Regions from separate parts of the Sus scrofa genome. Here region 1 is linked to region 2. A link is a contact called in public Hi-C data. All regions are on one chromosome and are shown on one strand. Each heading gives the region's core, a stretch centred on a gene start, on an enhancer-like site or on the middle of the called end of the contact. The rest is flanking DNA. Distances are from core to core; before and after follow the strand shown. Region 1 has its middle 20 kb from the start of IGSF5. Region 2 has its middle 70 kb from the start of SH3BGR.

Region 1 (4,882 bases), core at 541-3,040, 190 kb before region 2:
CACACCAGCACTTTCCATGTGCTGGAAAATACACATCAAAACCAAGCCAGATGGATGGTTCCATGTATTCTATATATTCATAGGAACATATTTTAGGGACAATGAGCGGCCCTGTGTGAGGCGATGGGAAGCGAATTTGTGCCTATTACATACGCAGGAAATGCATGTGTATTTCCTGTTCCGTCACCCCAGATCAGTTAAGGTTCGTCAGTTACAGCCTGATGGAGACCAGCAAGGGAATTAGGCCAGGCTGACCCTAAGCTGAGGCAGCCTGCTGGCAGAGTCTGGTGTCTAGTCTGTGCCCGAACTGGCCCAGGTGAAGCCTCAAACAGGTGAAGTCATCTCCAGAATTTTATCATTTACCATCCAGGCAGTCCCTGTACCTGTTCATGGACTCACACACCTAGAGCCCCTATTGCCTGTACAGGGACTGCTTTTTGTGCTCCAGGGACATAAAACAGATGTGGTTTCTGCCTGCACGGAGCTTACAGTCAGGTGGAAGGGGAAGGCGTGTAATAAAAATAAATCCCGAGTTCCCACTGTAGCTCAGTGGGTTAAGAACCTGATATAGTATCCTTATGGATGTGGGTTCGATCCCTGGCCTTTCTCAGGGGGTTAAGGATCTGGCATTGCCACAAGCTGTGACATAGGTCACAGATGTGGCTGGGATCCGGCGTTGCTGTGGCTGTGGTGTAGGCCGGCAGCTGCAGCTCTGATTCAACCCCTAGCCTGGAAACTTCCATATGCCACAGGTGCAGCCCTAAAAAGCCAAAAAATTAAATAAAATCCCAAAAGTGTAAGCACACAGCCTACTGGTGGTGAGGACTGGGGGCTTCTGGCTTGACCCCCCCCATGAGCACTTGTATCAGGGAGCGGGGGGAGACCTGGATGATGCGTCCGCACTGGGAGAACCCAGGCGCTGGGACTGGTACTAAGGGTAGACATGCAGGAGGGAGAGGTGGGTGGCTACCAGTGCCTCTCAGGTCACCCCACAACTGGGCAGACCTCTGCTTCTCCATCCATCCACGGCTGGGCAGGTTCCTCACAAGTTTGTCCAGGGGGCTGGAGGCGCCTCGGCTCCCTGATGGTGCAGCACAGGCTGCCCTGCCTGGCACTCACTGATGGTCAACTTTGAATGTGCACTTGTCCAAGTTTGGTCGGCTGCAGGTGTCCGAAGTCCAGTGTGCATGCATCCTCTCAGAAAAATGAGCAGTTTGTGCTAAAAACCCAAAGTGCCTCCTGGACGTCAACGACCGAGGGCTGGGCTTCAGGTCCATCCAAGCCGACACCTGCACCCCTTCCTGCTTCTACCCGCCCCCACCCCACCCCTCAAGACATGTGGATGGCGCTCCTGCTGGTGCCCTTTGATCAAAAGCCATAGTCAAAAAATAAAAATAAAAAAAAAAGCTACAGTCCACCAGCATTTACCTCCAGCTCTGGAAAAAGACCTGTATCCTTCAGGCCTCGTGTCCACCACTCCAGGATAGATACTCATTGACCCATCTGAGTGTGTGTCCAGCTCCAGGCCAGTCCACGGTGGCCTGAGGAGCAAGGTCACGAGAAGAAATGGCACTGCACGCAGTCCACGGCAGGGCGTTGGGGCATCAAGCCAATGCTGTGTCTGCTACGGCCAGCCTCCTAACTGCGGCTTGCTTGTCCGACTGCAGCTGTAAGTCCCTGCTCATCCCAGGTATCCCCTGATCTCCTGGGGGTCCCTGGATGCTGCTTCACTGCCCAAGAGAATGCTCTGTGCACTGGGCACAGTTTCACTACCGGCCACTAGAGGGCGACAGACCACAGAGAGAGGCACAGTCACCTAGCCACCCCATCCTCTAGGACAACAGACCCTGAGTCCCCCAGGGGACACTCGGGAAGGCCGGCACGGCCGACATGCCCCCAGGAGGGGAGGTAACAGAGGCCCTGGCTGCAGAGAAAGGCTCACGAGGCCACCGGCTCAGGCCAGAGGGCGATCTCCTTTGAGACACCTTGACAGCCCTGGAGGTGGACTTGACCTGCCTCTGAGAACAGGATTCACTTAAGCAGAGAGGTCCGGGGACATCAGCTCCAAAGGAACCTGTTTCTGGGAAAATTAAGATAACGCGGTGTTTCTCTGCATCTTATGCGGTGGGTGGGGCCGTGGTTCTTGGGCCGCTGGACGTCATCCAGGATGACGGTGGAGCCAGTGTCGCACAGACGGGGAGGCTGAGGGGCTGCCAGGAGCACGCAAAGTTTCAGGAGCCTCCGGAACTGGAACGTGATGCTCAGCTGGGCAGTGGGTTCCAGACCCGGAGCTGGGAGACCACCAGGCCTGGGCTCCCAGGTGCTTTGGAGCCCACTGGGTCCCCTCCGGTTCCTTCTCCCCCTTTGCTCTCACTTTGTCCCTCCCTCCCCCTCCTCCCTCCCCCTCCTTCTTTCTCCCCCCCCTCCTCCTCCCTCCTCCTCCCTCCTTTCCCTTCCTCCCCCCCTCCCCCGCCTCGTCAGAACCCTCCGGGCTCCCAGGTTTCATCTCCTCCCCAGGCAACCATCTGAAACTAACTAGTTTCTTGGGTCCCCTTTCTAAGTTCCGGGGAGGATGGGCTCTGATGGTCCACCTTGCTCAGGTGTTCGCACTGCCACCTGCTGTTGTGGGCACACGGAAACAGGCCACCAAGTTCCCAAATGGCTGCCAGGGCCTCCTCTGTGGGTTGGAGGGTAGCTTTGTAAGAAGGGTCTGTGGACAAGGAGGGTCCCCCAACACACCGGAGTTTGGCGGCTCAGGCTCAAGCCCAGCGCTCAGGACCACAGACTGGCCTCCATCCAGGACGGGGCTGCCCACCAACCTGGATCAGAGAAGCAGCCCCTGCTGGAGGCCTCGGTGTGCCCCCTCCTGTGACCCCTGCTGGGATGCCAGCAGAATTCCATCGAAGAATTACAGGTTCACACGGCAGGGCCCTGTGTGTGACACTCTCACCCTCGCACTGGCTGCTTAGCCCCCAAGTGCAAGCTGGCATCGGCTTTGGAACACTGGATGTGCTCCAACCTCAGGCAAGAACTTTGCGTCTAGTTCTTGCTATGGCCCAGTGGAACTTTCTGCCCTCAAAGCTGTGAAGGTCGCCACGGTCACTAAACAGAGACAAACATATCTTCATATAGGACGCAGTCCAGACCTACATGTATCATTCAAAGAGGCAGTGTAATTAGATAGCTCAGGCGTCTGCCTCCACAGTCAAAGTCATGCTGCTTGGCCAGGAGTGGGTTGTGGTCACCAGAGGTCAGCCGTGCAGCTGAGAGCCTGGGCATCCTTCTAATTTCAAATATCAGTTTATCCTTGCTGTCTATAAGCTCTTTTTTAAAAAAAAAATTTTTTTTTCTTTTTTGGCTACCCTGCAGCATACAGAGTTCCCAGGCCAGGGATCAGAGCCGCGCCATAGCTGCCACCTATGCCACAGCTGTGGCAACACAGAATCCTTTAGCCCGCTGTGCTGGGGATCGAACCTGCTTCCTGGCCCTGCAGAGACACCAGCAATCCCATGTGCCACAGCAGGAGCTCCCTGTCTAAATGATCTGCAGTAAATTACTTAACCTCTCCAAGCTAGGGGGGCCAGATTTGGAGGAAAAACAACAATAACAACAACAAACCACCCAGTTAAAGGTGAATTTCAGATAAACAAAAAATTTTTCCCATAAATATTTTTCAAATAGTGCATGGGATATCCTTATACTAACAACAATTTGGTGCAGAGTTCCCTCCGTGGCACAGAGGGTTAAGGAGCCAGTGTTGCCAAAGCCATGGCAAAAGTCACAGCTGCCATCTCAGATTCCATCCCTGGCCTGGGAACTTCCATATGCTGCAGGCGTGGCTGAAAAGAAAATTAAAATTAAAATTAAAAAATAAAAATTATTTGTTGCTTATCTGAGTATCTAGGACATACTTACACTAAAAAGCAATTTGTTGATTGAAATTAAACAGACTTCTTATATTTCTTTTTTTTGAAGATTTGATGTCATTTATTATTAGTCTTAGAACATCTCATTTTGGACTGGACTCAGACTCAGGCATAGATGCTCTGAGAGGACAGCCTCCATCTCTCAGCAAATCTGTTCCTGACGTTTTTCTTTGGCCTCCTTCATTCTCTTGGGCAAAGGTTTAGCATCTTCAACAGCCTGTTCCTTATTTTTCTTAGTCCGTTTTCTCTTCGGAGCAATACAGGGACGTTTGTGTTACACAACATGCGGAGTAACGAGACGCTGTCTTAGGTGCTTTGGTCCTGGGTTTCTTTTTTCTTTTTTCTTTTTTTGTCTTTTGTCTTTTTTTTAGAGCCATACCTGTAGCACATGAAGGTTCCCAGGCTGGGGGTCTAATCAGAGCTGCAACTCCCAGCCTACACCACAGCCACAGCAACGTGAGATCCAAGCTCTGTCTATGACCTACACCACAGCTCACGGCAACACTGGATCCTTAACCCACTGAGCGGGGCCAGGGATCCAACCCTCAACCTCATGGTTCCTAGTTGGATTCATTTACGCTGCGCCACAACGGAAACTCCTCCTTCTCCCCCTTTTTTACGATGACCAAATTGAGAACACTCAGACTGGCATCCACAAGACAACCCCGAACAGACTGGCTCTTTCTTTCTCCAGTCCTCCTTGGTCGGTAACAAGAATGCCCCTTCCTCAGCAGCAGGTGGACACGGCCATGGGTCCAGACACCCTGCTTCATAGGGAACCTTATTTGTCGTTCCCACCACTGATTCGGACCACATCCCCCTTCCCTTCTTCCCCCAGAGCGTCAGCAGCAACTTCTGTGCCCATAAGTTTTTCATAAAAGGTACAAAGTTTTCATTCATCGTCCACGTCAGTGAATTTCTGGCAGCCAGTGGCCAGGAAAGAGATGTTGGAGGCG
Region 2 (5,160 bases), core at 1,450-3,949:
TCACACAGGCTGGGAAGTAGCAGAACCTCGAATCAAAAGTGAGGCTGTCTGGAGTTTCCTTGTGGTGCAAAGGGTTAAGGATCTGGTATTGTTACTGCTGTGGTGCTAGTTTGATCCCTGGCCCGGGAACTTCCGAATGCCATGGGCGTGGCCGCAAATTTTTAAAAGGTGAAGCTGTGTGAGCCTCAAATCCATGCTTCTAACTGCTATATTATAACGTCTGCTGTGTTTTGGCACAGCCAGAGAAACTTGGGAATAGACTTTAACTGATTGTTTATGCCTAAAATATATGTATGAATCATGAAGGGATAAAATAATGGGTTGTTGGTTTTTTGATACTAAAAAATAGGATAGGGGAGGGGAAGGAAGTAGGATGAATGGGGAGTTTTGGGTTCGTAGATGCAAACTATTGCATTTAGAATGGATAAGCAATCATGGACTTGGAGAATAGACTTGTGGTTACCAAGGGAGAGGGGAAGGGAGTGGGATGGATTGGGAGTTGGGGTTAATTGATGCAGACTATTGCCTTTGGAATGGATTAGCAATGAGATCCTGCTGTGTAGCACTGGGAACTCTGTCTAGTCACTTATGATGGAGCATGAGAATGTGAGAAAAAAGAATGTATACATGTATGTGTAACTGGGTCACCATGCTGTCCAGTAGAAAAACAATGCATTGGGGAAATAACAATTGATTACAATTTAAAATAATAATAAAATAAAAATAAGGAAAAAAAAAAGAAAGGTAGAATGGATAAGCATTGAGGTCCTGCTGTACAGCACATGGAATTGTGTCTAATCTCTTTGGATAGAACATGATGGAAGACAATATGAGAAAAAGAATGTATATAAATATATGACCAGATCACTAGGCTGTGCAGCAGAAATTGACATAAAACTGTAAATCAACTCTACGCTAACTAAAAAGAACCTGAAGAATCAAAGGAGAGGGGGAGGAATTGAGTCCTAGGATGGCCTTTGAGTCCTGAATTGAAATATGCCTAAAATGGGAACCCCCAGCCTTTCAACTTATGGGAGCCAGTACATTCTGTTTGGCATGAGTTTGCTAACATTTGCAACAGAAGGACCCCTACCTGATACAGACAAGATTCCCATTTTCCAGCCGAGGTAAAGGAGGCTCTGAGACATAAGCAAACTTGCCCCAAGTTCACAAGTTGATTTATCAAGTGAATCAAGCCAAGATCTAGAGTCACATCTTCATTTCCCCCTTTTGCTCAAAGAAGCTGCTGGGGGAAGACAAATTTCAACTGATCACAGTGTGACCAACCTGCAGAAAAAATACACAACACAAGACAGGAGTGAAGGAAGGACAGAGTGGAGGACATGGTAAATGAGAGATAATAAAGAAAAGAATTCTGAAAAAAAAGAAAAGAAAAATAGGGTAAGAATATGATTGACCCAAGGCCTTAACATTTCTATTTTAAGCCTAACTTTTTGCCAGGAGTTATGTTCAAACCCTTTTACCGTTTCATGTCATGGGGGCCCCCCAGTGGGAACAGACAGTGGCCAAAGCACTGGAACGGGGTCCTGGGGGCCCCCTGCAGAGATGGGTGCTAACCCTTTAGTTGCTGGACTGTGGGACCAGAAGAAGAGTCAGGACACAATGCTGTTTACCTATTGCCACAGAAGGATTTCAACATTTTGTTCATCAATATGAGCAGACCAGTGTGTTCCAGGGGGGTCAGCCCCACTGATAGAGATGGAGTAGACACAGGTCATTTTAGAAGTCCCCATAACTTAGGAGACATTGGAAGACCGCTCTAAGTAAATAAATTGCTCAAAAAAGCCATCAGAACAAGGCAGTTTTGCTTCATTAATGCAGCCTTGAGAATTGCCTCAGGTCATTGGGTGGGGATGGGATGGGACCTGCATTCATATTCAGACCTAGGGCAGGAGTTTGAGGACCACCCTTCTGCGGATTTGAATACACACCTTACCAGATACCAAGGAGGAGCTACTGCTCCCAGAAATGAAGAGGCGGTCTTTTCCAACTCCCGCTCCCCTTGGAGGAGAAAACTGTAGCCCACCAGATCCTCGGGGCAGAGCTTCCGTGCCTGCCCGCTTGCATGTCTCACAAGCGTCCTATCCTAATAAATCTGCTTCTTGCCTATCACCTTGTCTCTCGCTGAATTGCTTCTGCGCAGAGTCTTGAAGAACTGAACTTCAGTGAGTCCAGACATGGGGTGAGGGATTCTCATTTAAAACCACGGGTTCAAGTCCCAGTCTGGGTCTGGCTGGGTTCAGGCCGTTAATATTGTCAGTTTCACCACTTCCAGCCCACTCCATCCTTATCACGGCCCCATGTGCCACACGGACTCTGCAGTGACCACTCTCCTCTATCTCACGCTCAATTGAAGGAGATGAATGGATATAAAGTCTTGAACACTGGCTTCCACAAAGCTCTCTTTATTTCCCCCAGAGATTTCCCCAGCTCAAGAAAAAGGCTCCAGGATACAGCGTAGCCAAGAAACATGGTGGAAGTGTGGCTCCTTGTGAATCAGCGCATGAAAAGCCTGATAGTTAGTCTAAATTTCCAAAAGGTGGCAATGGAGAATTAGTTTCATAGCCAAATGTTGATAACATGGGCAATGCAGGTAAATGTTTTAAACCCAGTTGATGATTTTTTTTTTTTTCTGCTTTTTCAACCTCACCCATGGCACATGGGAGTTTCCAGGCCTGGAATCGAATCTGAGCTTTGACCTGTGCCACAGCTGTGGCAATGCCAGATCCTTAACCCACCTACCACAGCAGGAATTCTGACACTCTTAATTTTACCCATAAATGATACAACAAAATGGTTTGTGTCCCAGGATTACAGGCTCCCCTTTAGGCATCTTCACAACAGGATCTGACCTGCTTTGGCGGCCCCAGTGTCTCTCCTGATCCCACAGAGGCTTTCTGGAGAATTTCAGGATTCTCTCACAAATTTAACTGCCTTTGCTATTTGAGGAGGAACCAAAAATAGCAGAAACAAATAAACCTGCCCTTTGAAGTCAAACAGAGGGTTTGGATCTTTTCGACAGCTTCCTGCCGGTGGCCTCCTAGGCAGGCCACCTAACTTTTCTGAGCCTCTATTTCCCCCACTGGAAATAAAATTCTATAAAAATAACGCTTAAGTTTTACAGTCACTAGAAGGGTTAAATAAGACAGTCAATGGAAAATCCTTTAAAGCGTATCTGGCACATAGCAAACATTCCTTAAGTATTAGTTCCCCTTTCTGACCAAGAAAGGGGAACGGCTTGGCTCAAGGCACCATCACAAAGGTGAATGACAGGTGTATTCTGTCCTTAAAACCCTACAATCGAAACACCCCTCCGTGGTATTTACTCAAGGAAAAAAACATTTGTGTACAGATAGACTTGTCCATAAATGTTCGTGGCAGCTTTACTTTAGATAGCCAGAAACTGGAAATGACTCAAATGTCTATCAACAGATGTATGCACAAACTCTGGCAATCTCATACTCAGCGATGGAAAGTTACACACTAGTCATTCCAGCGCCCACGTGGATGAATGTCCGAAGCAGTGCGAGGAGAGAAAAAAGCCAGACCAAGAAAAGAGTAAAGAGTTGTTGTATGCATTTAAATGAAGTTCTAGAAAGGGAAATCCATGGTGTCAGAAAGCGGAGTAATGGTTGCCTGGGGATGGGGCAGAAAGGAGGGAGAGAATGAGCCACCAGGGGGCACCAGCGACCTTGAGCAGGTGATGGAAATGTTTCAAATCTTCCTAGGGTGTTGGTTACATGAAGACCCGCATTTGTCAGAATTCATCAGACTGGATACTTCAATGGGTGCTGGGGTATAGTATGAAATACATCTGGGCTTTGTCTCCAAGTCCTGACACAGAGCTCCTAAAACCCTTGGGGTTCCCTGAGTGATCAGAGGGTCTGCGTTATTCGAAAGGAGCCCCTTCCGATCCTGAGTTGGCTCTTGAGGAGTCGGGGGCGGGGCGGGGGGGGGGTGTCTGGATGGCTTCAGGATGGGCGCGGATTGCCGAGAAAGCCATTCAGGTGATTAGAAGTTTAGAACATTCAGCCCCACCCCATCCCACCTCCCAAGAAGGGAGCGGCATTGGAGATTAAATTCAAAAAAAAAAAAACAAAAACCAATTCAGATAAAATTGAGGAAGTTTCCTGGTTGCTGAACGTGGTGGTGATGCAGTGGGGGGAGACAGTGGGGGGGGGGTGCATTCTCACTCCACAGGTACAGAGGCTCCGGCACTCAGGGTCCTTCTGGACCCTGCCCTGTATACATTCTTCTGGCTGTTCCTTTGTATCTTACATAATAGATTACAGGTGCAGTGCTTCCTGGAGTTCTAGGAGGCATTCTAGCAAACTGTCAAACCCAGGCGTTGGGGGAGGGGAACCTCTAGATGTGTCATCCTCCCCACGGGAGTGCAGAAAGCCTGGGGACCCCATTTTCCGCTGGTGTCTGAAGCTGAGCCAGTCTTACAGAACTGAACCCTCAGCCTGTAGAATCTGAGTGTCCGCCTGTAGGAAATTAGTGTCAGAAGAGAATTGTCACCCAGCCAGTGTCAGAATATCAAAGAAGTGGCTAGTGTTGGATAAACAGCCCGGGGCATATGGCTGCATAAACTGAACCTCAATGATGTTGATTTAAAAAGAAAAATCTGGAGTTCCCGTCGTGGCGCAGTGGTTAACGAATCCGACTAGGAACCATGAGGTCACGGGTTCGGTCCCTGCCCTTGCTCAGTGGGTTAACGATCCGGCGTTGCCGTGAGCTGTGGTGTAGGTTGCAGACGGCTCGGATCCCGCGTTGCTGTGGCTCTGGCGTAGGCCGGTGGCTACAGCTCCGATTCAACCCCTAGCCTGGGAACCTCCATATGCCGCAGAAGCGGCCCAAGAGATAGCAACAACAACAACAACAACAAAAAAAAGACAAAAAGACCAAAAAAAAAAAAAAAAAGAAAAGAAAAATCTGCAACCAAGCAAAGGGTTCAAACTGTCGTCTGAATTGTGCCCCTTGGGGGTCAAGGCCCTCATAGCTATATTCAGAGCATCTCCCCTCCTGTTTGATCTTTATATGCAGATCTGTTAAAATAAAGAGTTCCATGGCTTACAAAAAGGTATTTGAAAGCCACTGGTTCCTTTGTAAAAATCCATCAGGAATGACAACTTCACT

Evidence for each region. A called contact is a pair of places that touch in the nucleus more often than the background predicts.
Region 1: a contact with region 2 is called in a Hi-C map of omental adipose tissue, with 2.9 times the contacts expected there. The contact joins two enhancer-like sites. A contact is called at or near these places in 18 of 47 Hi-C or Micro-C datasets (alveolar macrophages, blood, embryonic fibroblasts and 11 more) and 1 of 2 datasets of contacts at active chromatin or transcription factors (skeletal muscle).

The regions. Positions count from the first base shown.
Region 1 is chr13:203,302,634-203,307,515 of Sscrofa11.1, reverse strand. It overlaps the pseudogene LOC100516646. Among named protein-coding and RNA genes, the nearest start is that of IGSF5, 20 kb to the left of the region's middle. Within about 2 kb of position 1,790, at least 6 of the 83 cell types and tissues checked have an H3K27ac peak or open chromatin away from gene starts, as enhancers often do. A contact at or near this core is called in omental adipose tissue, where this site is marked.
Region 2 is chr13:203,114,095-203,119,254 of Sscrofa11.1, reverse strand. No RefSeq gene overlaps it. Among named protein-coding and RNA genes, the nearest start is that of SH3BGR, 70 kb to the right of the region's middle. Within about 2 kb of position 2,699, at least 7 of the 83 cell types and tissues checked have an H3K27ac peak or open chromatin away from gene starts, as enhancers often do. A contact at or near this core is called in omental adipose tissue, where this site is marked.